3 separate regions of the Anser cygnoides genome follow, and all the other regions are linked to region 2. Evidence: chromatin contacts called from public Hi-C data. All regions are on one chromosome and are shown on one strand. Each heading gives the region's core, a stretch centred on a gene start, on an enhancer-like site or on the middle of the called end of the contact. The rest is flanking DNA. Distances are from core to core; before and after follow the strand shown.

Region 1 (2,700 bases), core at 111-2,610, 190 kb after region 2:
GATTCTGTCACGATACCCTCAAGAGCACGGTGAAGACAATGTGTTGGGTTTGGCCTCTGGGACACTGCAGGGGCATTCTTACTGTGCAGCCACAGCAAAGACGGGTCAGGGTGGGGACGTGGCTTTGGGGTAGGGTGGCAAGAACTTGAGCTGATGGGTGGGACACAGCATGGGTTGGAGGGAAGCCGTACAAGCAAGGAATCAGAGCAGTGTTTCTTTTTAGGACTGTCACAAGTGCAGCGGGGGGTGAGTTCTTTTGAAAAGTGCCTTCCACTAAAGTGCTGATGAAGTATTTCAGAAGCAAGCTAAGCAAAACCAAACTAACTAGCACTGGGAAATAGGAGATCCTTATGGACTGCCCACATTCTTATTTCACCCAGCACTTTAGCACCCAGATATCTGATATTTTCTCAGTATGGATGGTCCATTGGAGGTGGAGGGAGACATAGGTGGAGAGCTCAGCCTGGTGGCCAGGAATCCCCTGTTCACCTCTGCTCCATTCTCTCCTGCGTGGCCACGGGCAACTGGTTGACCTGAATTCCTGTCTGCCTTAATGGGGGACACCTCCCAGTTGAGTTATCAGGCTCAAGTCATGTAGAATTTGTAGAAATGCAAACTGTCTTTATTTCGTGTTTATAGGATGGCAGGAACCTTCACTGTTACGTGACTAATATGGATGGCTCCATGTCTGTGGGTTGCCTGAAAGGTGGATCCGTTGTTGACCAGCAGCAGCACTTATAGGAGATTTGCATCTTGAGAAGAGTTGAGCTTTAAGTGAATCATAATTTACCCTTGTTACCCTTGGTATAACACAGAGTTGTGTGCTGCTACTTAAATATCTTTAAGTAAAAGTTTTGGTGCAGTAGATTCGGCTTAAAACATAGCGAGTTGCTGTGAGGGTATGGCATGAAAGGGAAAGTCAGGGGCTTTCCCACCAGCCCAGTGCTGTCTATAGGAGGCGGCTCAGGAGAGGAGAACCTCTTGCTCTAGCACAGCCAGGTACAGAAAGAGGTCTCCTTATATCACACCTTTTCCTGGGCTTTTCTGGAGCCCTCTCAGCTTTTGCCACTAGCCTCATGCTGACATCCTGAGGGATGCGGAGGAGGGGAGCCTGCTCTCCTGAGCATCCCCAACGCTGGCTGGGGAGAGCAGTGGGCCCTTCCCCTGGGTTTCACTGGGAACTGCAGCATTGCAGTGCCCAGCTTCCAGGTTGGAGACCTAGGGCACAGCTTGGGCTGCAAAGGGGATTTGGGGCAATGAGCCGGGCTGTCAAGGTCCTGGTTGGCTCCCTGGCATGCCTTGTGCTGTGAGATGTTTCTGTTCTTCACGCAAAGGCTCTTATTAGCAATGGAGGAATCAGTCTTCATTCATAGGTGGGAATAGACACCTGGAAGAGGCCAGGAGGCTGCAAAACACTTCTGAGCATCTTCAAGGTAAAAAATACTGAGGCAGTGAGTGTTACGTGCTGGTAACAGAGCAGAGAGGGAACACAAAACCAAGCGGATGGGACAAGTGCACTGTAGTCAGCTGAAAGTGTGTGAGGAAATAGCTGCATTATTATTAAAAGACAGATGCACTGGGGAGTCCAAAGCCTAAAAGTCCCTTCATTATCAACCTAAAGGCTCCAACGAGCTGTGGCTAAAATATGAGATATCAGCCCAACAGGTCTGTTTATACAGACTTCTCCAAACAGATCTCCTGTCAGAGCTTTTGCTCCTGCAAAATCTTTCTTTTCTCTTGTGTTTTGATTTCTTTCATCTTAAAGGACATTCTGCCATTTCCCAATCTGTAAATAAAACTCGCTCTGATAAAGGTCGCCAGCTCAGTCTCCGGGAAGAACTGCCCTGCAATGAAAGGCAAAGCCAATTCGGGACTTGCCAGCGCTGCCCTTTGAAGCCTCTGCTGCCAAGGTATAATGAACATTGTCCAGCTCCTGGCACCTGCTAAACCTGCAGGAACAGCAGATCTTCCCCGTGCAATTTTTCTGTGCAGCAAAATCAGGATTTCTGGAGCTTTATAATGGGTCAGGAGAGTGCCATGGTGGGCAGAGTCGAAGTGCACCAGGAAAACATCCCTAGTGGATTTGGTGGTGCGTGTTTTGCTTGCCATGCATGCTGCGTGTGTGTATGCTGGAGTGCAGCGATCCCCTGCCAAAAGCCAGCTCCTTTGGCAACTCCTGCCTGAATTCCACGGGAAAATATTTGGCAAATCACACGCTGACATGTTTATCTTGTTAGCTGTCAGGATGAGTAAGTGTGCAAGCTGAATGCTATCATTCAGCTTGAATGGAGAAATAGCTACTGCTCATGAAATCTGACACAATAAACATATTTTCAAACATGGCTTTTGTCAGATGGGTATTTATCCTGTGTTCAGCCCCTGTCATAAGTGACCCTAAATGGACCTGTGCTCACTGGCAGCCCCAAGACCCAGCTTAGGGCTCGCTTGGTGACACTGTGCAATCCCGGGACAACAAAGCGACCCTGTTGCTTGCTTATAAATGACGGATTGAGTTAGCTCCTGCCCCGGCAGATATACATTTACATGTCTTCTAGCATCTAATTACACAGAAGCATCCCACAGAAAGCTCATATTTGGGCTTTTAATGCTAATCCAATAAAAAAAGCAATGCAGCCATTTCAAGATAATTATGGCATCAGCAACCCCCTGCCTGCTTGCAGGCAGGCATTCATGGGAACC
Region 2 (2,722 bases), core at 96-2,595:
CCTAAGCTCTCCGTAGGAGGTGACTTCATTTATCTTTCTTCTGGGGCATTATGCAATTTTTCTCATGGAACTTTTGTTGATTTGTTGAATGCAGAGGAAGCTTCTGATTTTTTATTTATTTATTTATTCTGTTTTTAATCCTAAAATGAACCCGGCACTGACGTATAAGAAACAGTAATTCCACCAGGCATGGCAGCTATTTGAAGCTTATCTAGCGGTGGGAAACTCAGCTCTGCAGAGGAAAAATGTGTGTCCTAGTTACTCACACCCCCTTCGTACGGCCATACGTGGTCCTAAAGTCCAAACAAAGTTTGGTGCCCATTTTCCTGAACTCCTGTGGTGGAACTGGAGCTCTCTGTAAACACTGCAGTTCTCCAGAGGACACCAAAGAGAAATGGGAACAGACTTACTTTTGATGTTTTTGTGTCATAGCCCATAATACTAACGCTCATCTCCCTCCTACACCCCTTTCTAAATATAGCAGCCGGGGAGAAGTCAACAACCGCCGGGCTAAATACTACTGAAAGAATGTAAAACAGCCCAAAGTTCAGTTTTCCTCATTCATCCCTGTAATTTCCAATACCGCAGAACTAACCGAGGAGCCTCTTGTCACAGAAGGAGCAGTGCAACATGCGCGTCCTTCGGGACCAGCCCACGGTGCCGGCTGAGTTAATGCTGACCGGGGAAGAAAAGCTTCTTGTGAAGGAAGAGCTCTTGGGGCCGAGGCCCAGGCTGCTGATGGCACGGTTTAACTTCTGTCCAGGCTGAAAAGCTGGAAGGGAGGGCTGTGCTCGGACCTGGTGCCTCACTTCTGGGCTGTGATATTCATGCTGTCGATGCAAGGCCTGAGGAGCAATTCTAGAAAATCTTTATCATCTGAGCTCCATCTCGGAGGAAAACCTTCCCTGAGGATCACAATCGGTTTAAGTTATTGACTATAACTAAAGCAGCAGCAAGAAACCTTACTTTAAAGCATCGGCTTTTACCTTGCTTTGCATATGTTCGGTTATTTTCCTGAGGAAAATTAGTTTTCATTGGTTTACTTGTAACTAAACATAAACTTTATAATCAAATTTGTCCTTTTTGCTCTGCAGGAGCACACACTATTTACATATTTATATTACCACAAAACTTACCTTACACTCTTTAATTCTAGTTTTGCCTTTCTGTTATGCTAAAAATGGTAAATAAATATTTATTTACCAGCTGACTCAATTTATAGCTGTTATTTGCCTTATTGACTGAGGGATTCAACCACAGTGTCTTTTAAGCCTTTGAAACCAGTATGTCTCAATCTTTCATTTTCTATAGGTTGGAAGAGTACCAGCTTTCCTGATATTTTTTTTTTTTTATTTTAGCTTCTAAGTGATTTTATCAAAAAAGGACTGAAAATGAAGAAAAAAAAAAAGAGAGATTTTTATTCCTTCAGAAGAGCTGTCAGAGAGTCTAAAGTTTTCTTTTATCCTCTCAAACTGGTTAGCGGTGCTCAGCCATGTGATTTCTCCCAATTCATAGTTTGATTTTTGTAACAGCCCTGGCAGTAGAAATCATCATTTTTCTCTGCCAGTCTTTTTATAATGCATTCAACCACTAAAAGCTCAGTGGAATTTTACTTCAGCCTTTCCTGATATGACTTTTAATGTTGATTCTGAAACTCCATAGACTTGTTCAGGTCTGGTTCTTCTGGATTCCAAGAAATACCATACCTGGTCTTAAAAAAAGCAATATATTCCATACACAAGCTCTTAGGATCTTTGCAACATGTGTATCAAACCTTTCAAACTGAGGTCAGACAGACGTTTACAAATTTGAGTAAGAACCATGCCATCTTGTAAATATTTACTGTGGGGGTTCAGAAGAGGTGAACAAACTTTTCCATTGTACCCTGCAGATGGATGCCACATAAATATTTATTTATTTTTTAATTGTAACACATTGACTCTCTTGCAGAATCACAGTTTTTCTGCATTTAAGTGATTAATGATATACCAGCTCTTCTTGACTTGAGTGGCCAGTTTGGTTTATCTTGTAGATAAACCTAGAACAAGGTATTGGTAAAGTATGCAGCGTTGTACGGAGCTGGGAGTTTTATCTGTTTGCATTCAAAACCCACCAAAACCAACGAAACCAAAATCCTCTCACTTTTAGGTATTTTTAGGTGGTAACAACCTATTTTGGCACTCAGGTTCTGTCCATCTGTCTCATATCTGCCACTCCAGGAACTCTCTCTCTCCCAGTCTAGCAGTTGACCAAAGCATCATTACCTACGGAAGTCAAACTCCTGTTCAGCCTTCCATCTGCCTCCAGTAGATGGATATTTTCTTGGCTCACCCTTCATGAAGACAGTCTGTACCATGTTCAACACAGCTCAACCCAGTCCGGAGCCCAGGGAGTAACTGTGTTTTCATGCAGGACATTGGGGTTGCAATGAACGTCCTTTGAACTTGGAACTCACTGTTGCAATTAAGGTGTCATGAAAAAAATATTGCTTTGGTACGTGGCAAGACAGAGAACACCATTTACTCTAAGTCCATATAACCAAGAAGAAAATACGTATTTTATTTGCATTTTTAGAAGAATCAATGGATTTAAAGACATTGAGGACAGTTATATGTTGAATAAGTTGAACCTGGACTTTATAATCATGAAAATATTGAGATGAACAAAGGTCCATAGCTTTAGTGGAGAGAGCTCCTGAGAAAAATTGCTCATAATTGAATTC
Region 3 (2,721 bases), core at 218-2,717, 130 kb after region 2:
CAAAACACCAAGAGAAAATAATTGCACTGTATTCTTCAGAACTTCAGTTAACAGCCAGTAGCATCCTTGATTGTATTCACCACAGGAAAGCTAATATAATTATACAATTATATTTTATACCAGTTCTAGGTCAGCAGGATTTCATAATTCTTAATATAGAAGTGTCATGCTGCTACTGAAAACTGCAGAGAAAATCAGATTTTGCTAAAACACAAAGAATTGTTGATTCCTTACCTTGCCTGAAGCAGGGAGGACACAGAATCAGTCATGGCAGCGTGTCTCTTGGCTGCCTGATCTTGGTTCCACCTGAGCAAATTTTGTACATGTCCAGTGTTCAGCAAACTTCTGTCTTTGTATGTTTTCTCCCTTTTCTTTCCCTCATAGAAGTAGCAGAGCTGCCGTCTGAAACTTCAGAATTGGTGGGGTGTCTGCCTGTACTGTCCAGAAGGAAACATTAGGCTCCTTGTATTACATCAGGTACACAAAATGAACAGCAAGCCAACAGATGAAGTCCGTAGACTTGTTTTAATATTTACTTAGTACAGTGCCTCCACAACTGTCACTTGCTTTGCCTTAAAAATGATGTTGCTCATCAAAGGATTGTTTAGGCCTTATGAGAGCAATAATTCAGTAATTAAATGTATATAACAACTAATTTTAAACAGTGTAGAGAGAGAGAATCATATATACACATACATACACACACACATACATGCCTACTAAGTCTTTATTATCTGTAAGCTTCATCTGTGAAGCTAGCCCCAGTATGTATGGGAATGGCCTCCAAGGCCAAACTGGCAATGTAGGTGTCCTTTCTCCTCCTCCAAGTGAACATTCAGTCCTTGGAGGAACCCCTTCTGCCAGTTCTGTCATTGTTCAAGGCTGACTGGAGTTCTTAAAGAGAGACCTCTTTTGAGGATAGCTGTTCCTCTGTCTTCATATTCCAGACCAACCACAGGTCGTCAGTACTTTGGGACGTTGTGCTGTAGGAAAGCTGGGATCCTTCTATCCAAACTCCCCGCAGCTGTGCAGGACACAGAAAACCGTCACCTCCTGTTGGCTCACCATGATGAACTTTCTCCTCAGTGACCTCTCTTCTTTTTAACATTTCACCTCTTATCTAGATCAGAACCTAAAAGCATTCTGTGTAAAAACAAGAAACATTAAAGATCTGCATGCTGTGCTAACTTCTAAGGTGTTGCTGATGTATTTTAATCAATCTGTTCTTGAAAGTTACACAAGTAGTCATTTGCTTGCTGAAAATGCATACATCAGGAAAAATCATCTTTGATTTAAACCACAACCCTTAATTACAAGATACTGGCAGTGTTGCCTGTTTTAAATGAAAACCTGAAACTTTTCAAAAAGGGATCAGTCATTCAGAGTCACAGGGAGTGTGTGACACCCCTGTATTTGAACAGTAAAAGGCTTTAAGTTATGGTATGTTTTCCAGGAAGAGCGCTTCTCTTTGACATGCCTCTTTGTCAAAGAAAAAAAAAGTCTGAAGACAAGGCTACAGGTAATCTGGTGCGTACCTTGCGTGGCGTGCTGCTGTCTTCAGAGCTGCCTACTTTTTCTTGTATATCATCCCTGGGAACTCACAGTCCTGAATGGTGATCTCTGTGACTGCTGGCAAGTGGTTGCAGAGGAAACAGCAGCGGTATTGTACAGGGCAAGACGTGCTAGTAGCATGTTTGTAGTGAGTGAAATGCTAATAAGTACATGACCAAATGCTGCTCCAAGCCTGTTGAAGTTACTGGGGCTTTTGTTGTTGGCTTCTCAGAGGTCACTGCCCTGTAACTCTAAAACTAGAGAACAACCCATAAAATCCTCGGACTGTTTTTCTGGACAGCTTTCCCACAAAGTGGGGCAGGAAAAGCATGGGTCATGTTCGTACCTTATCATCTATCAAAAGTGGTGCTAATCTTCATCCTTACAGCAGCTTTCTCCCATAGAAAGACATGGTGATTTACAAAGATTTCTAACTCTCAGTGTTCCCGATTTTCCCTGTCCTCATTCAAAAAGGGTCTGAGCTGTATGATTGTGCTCATAGCTGTGTTTATTACGTGTGGATGCTGGCGCATCTCTGCTCCCTAACAGCTGGTCTGCTTTTTCCTGTATTTTTATTTATGCTGTTGGCTTCATTAAACAATCTTGATCCTAAACAGCAACTCAAAAATGCACTACACCATGTTTATGTTATTAAATCCTTACGAATATTATCTGTTGTTTTTTTTTTTTTCTTCTTTTCCAGCTGTCACATCCACTTAGGTGTTTACAGTGTTTTCTCTTGACTTTCTCATTGTCCAAGTTGTCAGCCTAACAAACTTGGGTGTCGATTTAAACACACTTCTAAGTAATGCAAGCGGGACGGCTGTCGTTGCACCATAAGTTTTACATCATGGTCGTTGCCTTGCTATATTTGGCTTCAAACTGCTGTGAGTCAAATACTGGAATACATGTGTTGGTGTTTCCTAAGGTGTAAATCAATAACAGAAAGCTGAAAATGCACTGTCAGATTAACTGATGTCTCTTATTACTGGAACAAATTAACCATTAGTCAAGGACAGTGCTCTGCCATTGAAGACTTCAGGATTTTTTCTGTAAAGTGATGATTTTTCTCAGTGGAATTAAAAATAAAACCAGCAATGGGGACAAGTTATAACACTCTGTTTTAAATAGCCCCAAATTACCAAAGGCTTTTAGATAGCTGTTCCCTCC

The links. Hi-C and Micro-C count contacts between places; a contact is called where the count stands out from the background.
Region 1: a Hi-C map of liver shows a contact between it and region 2, with 11 times the contacts expected there. The contact joins two enhancer-like sites. A contact is called at or near these places in 2 of 7 Hi-C or Micro-C datasets (both in liver).
Region 3: a Hi-C map of liver shows a contact between it and region 2, with 4 times the contacts expected there. The contact joins two enhancer-like sites. A contact is called at or near these places in 2 of 7 Hi-C or Micro-C datasets (both in liver).

What each region holds. Positions count from the first base shown.
Region 1 is chr2:140,095,596-140,098,295 of Taihu_goose_T2T_genome, forward strand. All of the region lies in intron 7 of CPQ (carboxypeptidase Q), which reads left to right. Among named protein-coding and RNA genes, the nearest start is that of MTDH, 110 kb to the right of the region's middle. Within about 2 kb of position 1,361, at least 2 of the 3 cell types and tissues checked have open chromatin away from gene starts, as enhancers often do. A contact at or near this core is called in liver, where this site is marked.
Region 2 is chr2:139,907,671-139,910,392 of Taihu_goose_T2T_genome, forward strand. No RefSeq gene overlaps it. Among named protein-coding and RNA genes, the nearest start is that of CPQ, 10 kb to the right of the region's middle. Within about 2 kb of position 1,346, at least 2 of the 3 cell types and tissues checked have open chromatin away from gene starts, as enhancers often do. A contact at or near this core is called in liver, where this site is marked.
Region 3 is chr2:140,036,479-140,039,199 of Taihu_goose_T2T_genome, forward strand. All of the region lies in intron 6 of CPQ (carboxypeptidase Q), which reads left to right. Among named protein-coding and RNA genes, the nearest start is that of CPQ, 120 kb to the left of the region's middle. Within about 2 kb of position 1,468, at least 1 of the 3 cell types and tissues checked has open chromatin away from gene starts, as enhancers often do. A contact at or near this core is called in liver, where this site is marked.